Regions from separate parts of the Muntiacus reevesi genome. Here region 2 is linked to region 1. The links are chromatin contacts, called in public Hi-C maps. All regions are on one chromosome and are shown on one strand. The core of a region is the stretch at or near the end of the contact, and the rest is flanking DNA. Distances in the headings are between cores, read along the strand shown. Region 1 holds the start of GEMIN2 (gem nuclear organelle associated protein 2). Region 2 holds the start of FBXO33 (F-box protein 33).

Region 1 (2,823 bases), core at 165-2,664:
ATTACTTAGAACAAAAAAGGAAAAGGAACTGCAGTAATTTTAAAAATGCTGCTCTTCTTCCACCATAGATTAAACAGCATCAAGTGGACCTTCTGTGGCTACTCCATCCAGACTAGTTCTCCCTGTTACTTACTGGTCATTATATGTTAACTTTCTTCAGAGTAACAGACACAATATATAATTGTTTGCTTTTTAAATGTCTTCCTCAGGAGAAGCAAATTCTACAAGGGTAGGGACTTTTTCTGTCTCATCCTCTGTTGTATTCCCAGTGCCTGGAGCATTCAGCTGCTTAGTTAAAAAAATGTGCTGGATAAATAAATGAATGAAAAGGTTCATAGTGGGCAAGTAGGTAGAAACGTGTGACACTTGGGTTTCTGTTTTTAAAAAACAAAACCTAGTCAAATTCAAAACATACAAACTACTCTAAGTAAGATTAAACGCTAGCCCAATAATAATTATGAACTGGTAAAAGGTACCTTAAAAATAAAGGCTAGCATAAACAACCTATTTAAAGACTCCATGAAGATCGGATCATGCTCCTAAACTGTTATGAGCAGAACTCCACGAATGTCAGGGTTACTGAAAGCCTCTTTAGAGGCAGTAAACGCCTGCTGTCCTTTTGGGGGAAAAGTACAAGCAATTGTCTAACTGAGCATACAGCAGTCAAATCTTACACTGTAACTGATCCTGTCTGATACGTTCTGACACTATGGGGTGAGCCTCCGTCTTTTAATTTGCGGGGAGGAAAAAAAAAAAAAAAAAATCCCCTGACGCGTAATGACACTCACAGAAACATTCACACTTTGCTTCCTTTTCAACTTCTTTGGGTCAATTTGAGCTACCACAACATCTGGACATTGAGCTGCTTCGATCCTACAAACAAGTAATAAATGCAAAAAACGTGATTACTATTGTTCACGTGTAGTATAACAAGCGATCCAACTTCTACAGTTCAATATAAAATTACAAAGTTCAGAATTGCAACTGAAGCTCTAAACAATAAATTTCTGAAATTATCTGGACTGAAAGCAATCTAAGAGCATGTATCTTGTCACGAGTAATCAGGTTTAATAAAATGAAGTTCACAGAAACTCCCTCACACAAAGATGTAATCAAGGGATTTTGTTCTGACCGAGTATGGGAAGGGAACAGAAGTGGGGCTTTATCGCACTTTGGGGTGGAGCGGGGTACGAGTGCGGTCCCCAAGGGCGTAAGGACAACCGGCCCACCCGCACAGGGTCCAACACTCACTGGACCCGCCTCAGGTATTCCTGGGGAGTGCTCGGAGGTACGCTGGGATCGAAACTTTCCGTCAAGTCGCAGGGCTCCACCGGCAAAAGCCGTGGCATCAATTCCTCCACCGCAGACTCCGCAGGTACCCACGCCATAGTTTTCAATGAAGAGCGTCCCACCCAGCGCATGCGCCAGCGCTGGGGTCACAGCGCAGGCGCACATGGAGGCGCGTTAGGCGCGGAGTTGAGCAAGAGGCCGGCCTTAGGGGGCGTAACTGCGCATGAGCAAACCTGAACCTTGTCCCAGAGTTTAAGGGTCCGGTGCTGTAGTGAAGACTGCGAACTTAGTTCCTTGTAGAAGTGGTTCTGAAGTTTTTTCTGGGTTTTATTCTTATACCTTTCTAAGACCGAGGGTTATTAACTTTTATGCATCATTAGTATTGAGGAACTTTAAGTACTTTTTAAGTTAATGAGCAGTTACTGTAACGATCATTTATTGAGCTTTAAATTCACATCACCTGCATTTCCTCATTTAATTTTTACTGTCTTTTAAAGTAAGTGGTATTATGCAAGGTTTGTGGGGGAGGAAATCGACTGAAAGAGGGGTGAAGGACAATTGTAACTTTCTTCTAAAGAAGACCCATTGGAAAAGCCCCTGACGCTGGGAAAGATTGATAGCAGGAGGAGACGGGAGTGACAGATGATGAGATGGTTGGACGGCATCACCAACTCCACGGACTTGAGTTTGAGCAAACTCTGGGAGATGGTGAATAGGGAAGCCTGGCGTGCTGCAGTCTATGGGATCGCAGAGTCAGACACCAATGAGCAAGAACAACGGAAGAGAAGAGCCAATTCCAACCCAGATTTATCTGATGCCAAATGAATGTAAAACTAGTTTCCCAGAGGAATTTCTTGTACTTGGCTGTGCCGCAGATCAGTTTATATTTATCCAAAATGAATCTTATTACTAGAGTAGCCATCCCTTTTTCTTTTTTAAGAAACATTTCTTAAATAGTGCAACGAACAAAGTTAATGCCAACACCCAGAAGTTATCATTATTAATCTTGGGGCAATCTTGTGAGGGGGTACTATTATTTCTTCTTTACTAGTGAGTGAACAAGGCAGAAATGTAATAAGTTAACTTATGCTAGGTCACAAATTGCAAGAAATAATGAAAGTACTAAGTCTCTTCTAAACAAAGTACTGTCTTTTCTAAACAAGCTCTGAGTGAATACAATTGTTTTCTAAGGTCTATTTAATTTAAGGCTTTTTTGTTTGTTCTTAAATCAGTCTTTAGATTGCAAGCAATTTGTTTTAAAACCAGAATGTAACTTTCTAAACTAGAGTAAAGTAAGGACAATCTTAGGTTAAGCGCTTAAGAATTGGTGCTTATAAATACTAACTAAATAATTGGGAGACATGGAAAGAAATTGCCTGGCTGCAAACTAAAAAGTTATTTGGCTAAAAAATCTTACTGATTTTAGAAGAAACAAACTTACAAGAGATGTGGAGAAACACTCCTGTCACCAAACATTTTGGTGATGATCAAGAATAAATTCGAAATCATAATGTGTCATTTCTGGATTTTCTT
Region 2 (2,823 bases), core at 217-2,716, 180 kb before region 1:
GTGTGATAACACTATTTTTGTTATATACGATTATGTTTTCAGAAACACATATTGTACTACTTACAAGTGGAAGATTCATATACCCATGGTCCACTTCAAAATATTTCAATGAATTTAAAAAATAAAAAATTTAAATCCAAGTCTCAACTTCCTAATTCATTGCTGTTTCCATTACTGCCCATTAATTCATTCATAAAATTATTATAAGAAGAATTACATAGAAAAATCTCTTGCAGACAAGAGGTTCAGAGATGTGATCTACCACGAAGGAAAGCATTTTTTGTTGTTGTTGTTTTGTCGTTGTTTTTACAGCGACGGAAAGGAAGACAGATAACTCAGAGGTAACAACTCAGTATCACAGACAAGACACCAAAAGGCATCAAAGCATCACGAATGGGGAATTTTGCCCTCAAAGAGCTAAAAATATCCTGTAGAACAGTTTCGTGAAGTTAATTACAAGAAAACCACGCTGTTTCGAGATCACAGCTAAGGCTCTGAAGCGGCAGCCTCACTAATGCAATCCTCAATTGTTACATAAAATTAACTATTCCCTTCTGACTTCACTGCCCGGTACAACCAGTTTACTACTTTCCAAGATGTGGTGAAGTTAACGGAAACTCTTTCGAAAATCCCTCTCTCAAAGCGAGGGGAGACAAGCTAAAGAAAACCTTTACCGTAACCACCAGCTTCTTTACTTCTAGGGCCTCAAAACAGGGAACGCCAGGGAAGACGCCGATTATCAACCCGCAGATCTAACTCATTTGCCTTGTTTTCTCCTCTCCCTCTAAATCCGAAGGGTGGCGCTGTCCTCATTCCTTCCCCACACACCAGGTGTGCGCGCAGGTCCACTTCGAGGTCCGACCGAGGGGTGGCGCCGTCCACTGACCACCTCGGTCCGGCCTCTCCGCCGCCCCGGCCCGCGCGGCTCCTCTCCCTAACCCAGCCCCTCCGAGTGAGCCCGCGAAAGCGCCCGCTCCCCTTCTCAGGGGCTCTCTCTCAGAAACTCTCCACAACACTCGGGGCAGGCGGGACGGCTAGGAAAGACACAAGCCAGCACTCTGGCTCTGAGCCCTCAGCCCAGAAACAGAGAAGCGTGTAACGAAAAGCGTCAGGACCTCTCGCACCAACGCGAGTTAACGCTACTTCGACCTCCTGAGCGTCCAAGTTAACCGACGTACAGACTTGACTGAACTGAGTGGTCTCTGAGGGACGGGAGAGGGCGCCCATTTGCCGGCACCACCAGCGCTTCCCGCCCCGCCCCATCGGCCTAAGTGCGTCAGGAATCACGTGCCTCGTCTCTCTTCCCTACCGGCAAGCGGGCGCTCCCTTCTTCCGGAAGTCGCGCCCAGTCACGCCCAGGCTCCTCCCACCACCGGTGACGTCAAACTCAGCTCCTACCACTGGTCTGCCTCCGCCTCCAGGCGCGGGGAGGGCTCCCGGTTCCTTAAAATAAATCCTGCCGCTTCCGGGCTCCTAACCAGTACAAGCGAGGGTTTTGAAGTTGCGGAGAGCGCAGGCCTCGGACGCGCGTGAGTAAAGTTTGAGAGGCCAGAGGCTGGCTATCTGGAGGCCACCCCCGCAGAGGCCTTTCCCCCTCTCCGCAACTGGTGCCGCACTTGGTTCCGCCGAGACCCACGACGGTTCCGCCCCCTTCTTCCTTGTCATTGATGTTGTTGTTCTTGTCAGTGCCGCAGCCCCGACCACCGGGAGCCCGAACCCGAGCCGGGGCCGCCCGGGTGGCGCGGTGGCGGCGGCTGCGGCTGCAGCAGCTGCGACGGCTGCGGGGGCTGCTCCGGGGACTGCGGGGGCGACCGGGGATCGGCAGCCGGCGGCGGGGCCGGATGGCTCTGTGCGGGCAGGCGGCAGGCGCCGCGTCGCTGCCCAGCGAGCTGATCGTGCACATCTTCTCCTTCCTGTCCGCGTCCGACCGGCTCCGGGCCTCGGCCTCCTGCTCGCACTGGCGCGAGTGCCTCTTCTATCCGGCTCTCTGGCCCCAGCTCCGCATCTGCCTCCGCGTCTCGCCCGCGGAGCAGCCACGGCTCGAATTCCTCATGCGCAAGTGCGGCTGGTTCGTGCGAGAGCTGCGTGTTGAATTCGCCGCGGAGAACTACCTGAGCGGCGGCGGCGGCCCGGGCGATGGAGGCAGCGCCGACGCCGGGACTGGCGGGGAAGAAGTCGAAGCCCTGCAGCTCTCAACCCGTTGGCTGGAAGTGCTGCGCACCTACTTAGAGCTGGTCCTGTGCGTGCTAGTCAGCATCCGGAACAACAGGTAGGCACTTGGCAGCCCCTCCATTCATCCTCCCCCCCCCCCCCCGCCCCGCCTCCACTTCTCGGGGCGCAGGGTCGCCTCCTTCCTCTCACCTCGAAATAGATTTAGTGTGGAAACGCCCCGCCCGCTTCAGCGTTGCTTTTTTCAGTGACTGGGGGTGTCAGTTCTAATCCGGCGATTTCCTTGAGGCGGGAGGGCATAACAGGACTCATCCTAATACTTTATAAACAGTGATGGACTTGGTGTTTATCAGACAGCCCTCCTGGCGCCTTCAGGCACTGTCTCATTCATCCTTTCGGCAGCAGTGGGATGGAGTTGACAGGCGCGGTCATTCTTCATTTTACAGATGAGAGAGCTGAAGCTTGGAGGGTGAGGCCTGTGAATGAGTCTTGGGAGAAACTAAACTAATCTGTTTTTTTTTTGTTGTTGTTGTTGTTTTATTCTGAACCTTTCCGATCAAAATAGTTCGTGGTGGCGGAGGGAGTAGGTATGCCACAGGTTTCGCATAGGTTCGAGACTCTCCCGGCATAAAAAGAAATCTTTGACAGCCATTT

What was found. Hi-C and Micro-C count contacts between places; a contact is called where the count stands out from the background.
Region 2: a Hi-C map of blood shows a contact between it and region 1, with 4 times the contacts expected there. The contact joins the promoter of FBXO33 here to the promoter of GEMIN2 in region 1. A contact is called at or near these places in 2 of 3 Hi-C or Micro-C datasets (blood and muscle).

Annotation. Positions count from the first base shown.
Region 1 is chr15:46,310,396-46,313,218 of mMunRee1.1, reverse strand. GEMIN2 (gem nuclear organelle associated protein 2) reads right to left here and starts at 1,414. Exons shown (of 10, transcript XM_065906547.1): 1 at 1,252-1,414; 2 at 789-873. The coding sequence starts at 1,388.
Region 2 is chr15:46,489,986-46,492,808 of mMunRee1.1, reverse strand. FBXO33 (F-box protein 33) reads left to right here and starts at 1,466. Exons shown (of 4, transcript XM_065906548.1): 1 at 1,466-2,269. The coding sequence starts at 1,668. LOC136146974 reads right to left here and starts at 1,665. Exons shown (of 6, transcript XM_065906067.1): 1 at 1,479-1,665; 2 at 1,179-1,267. The coding sequence starts at 1,665.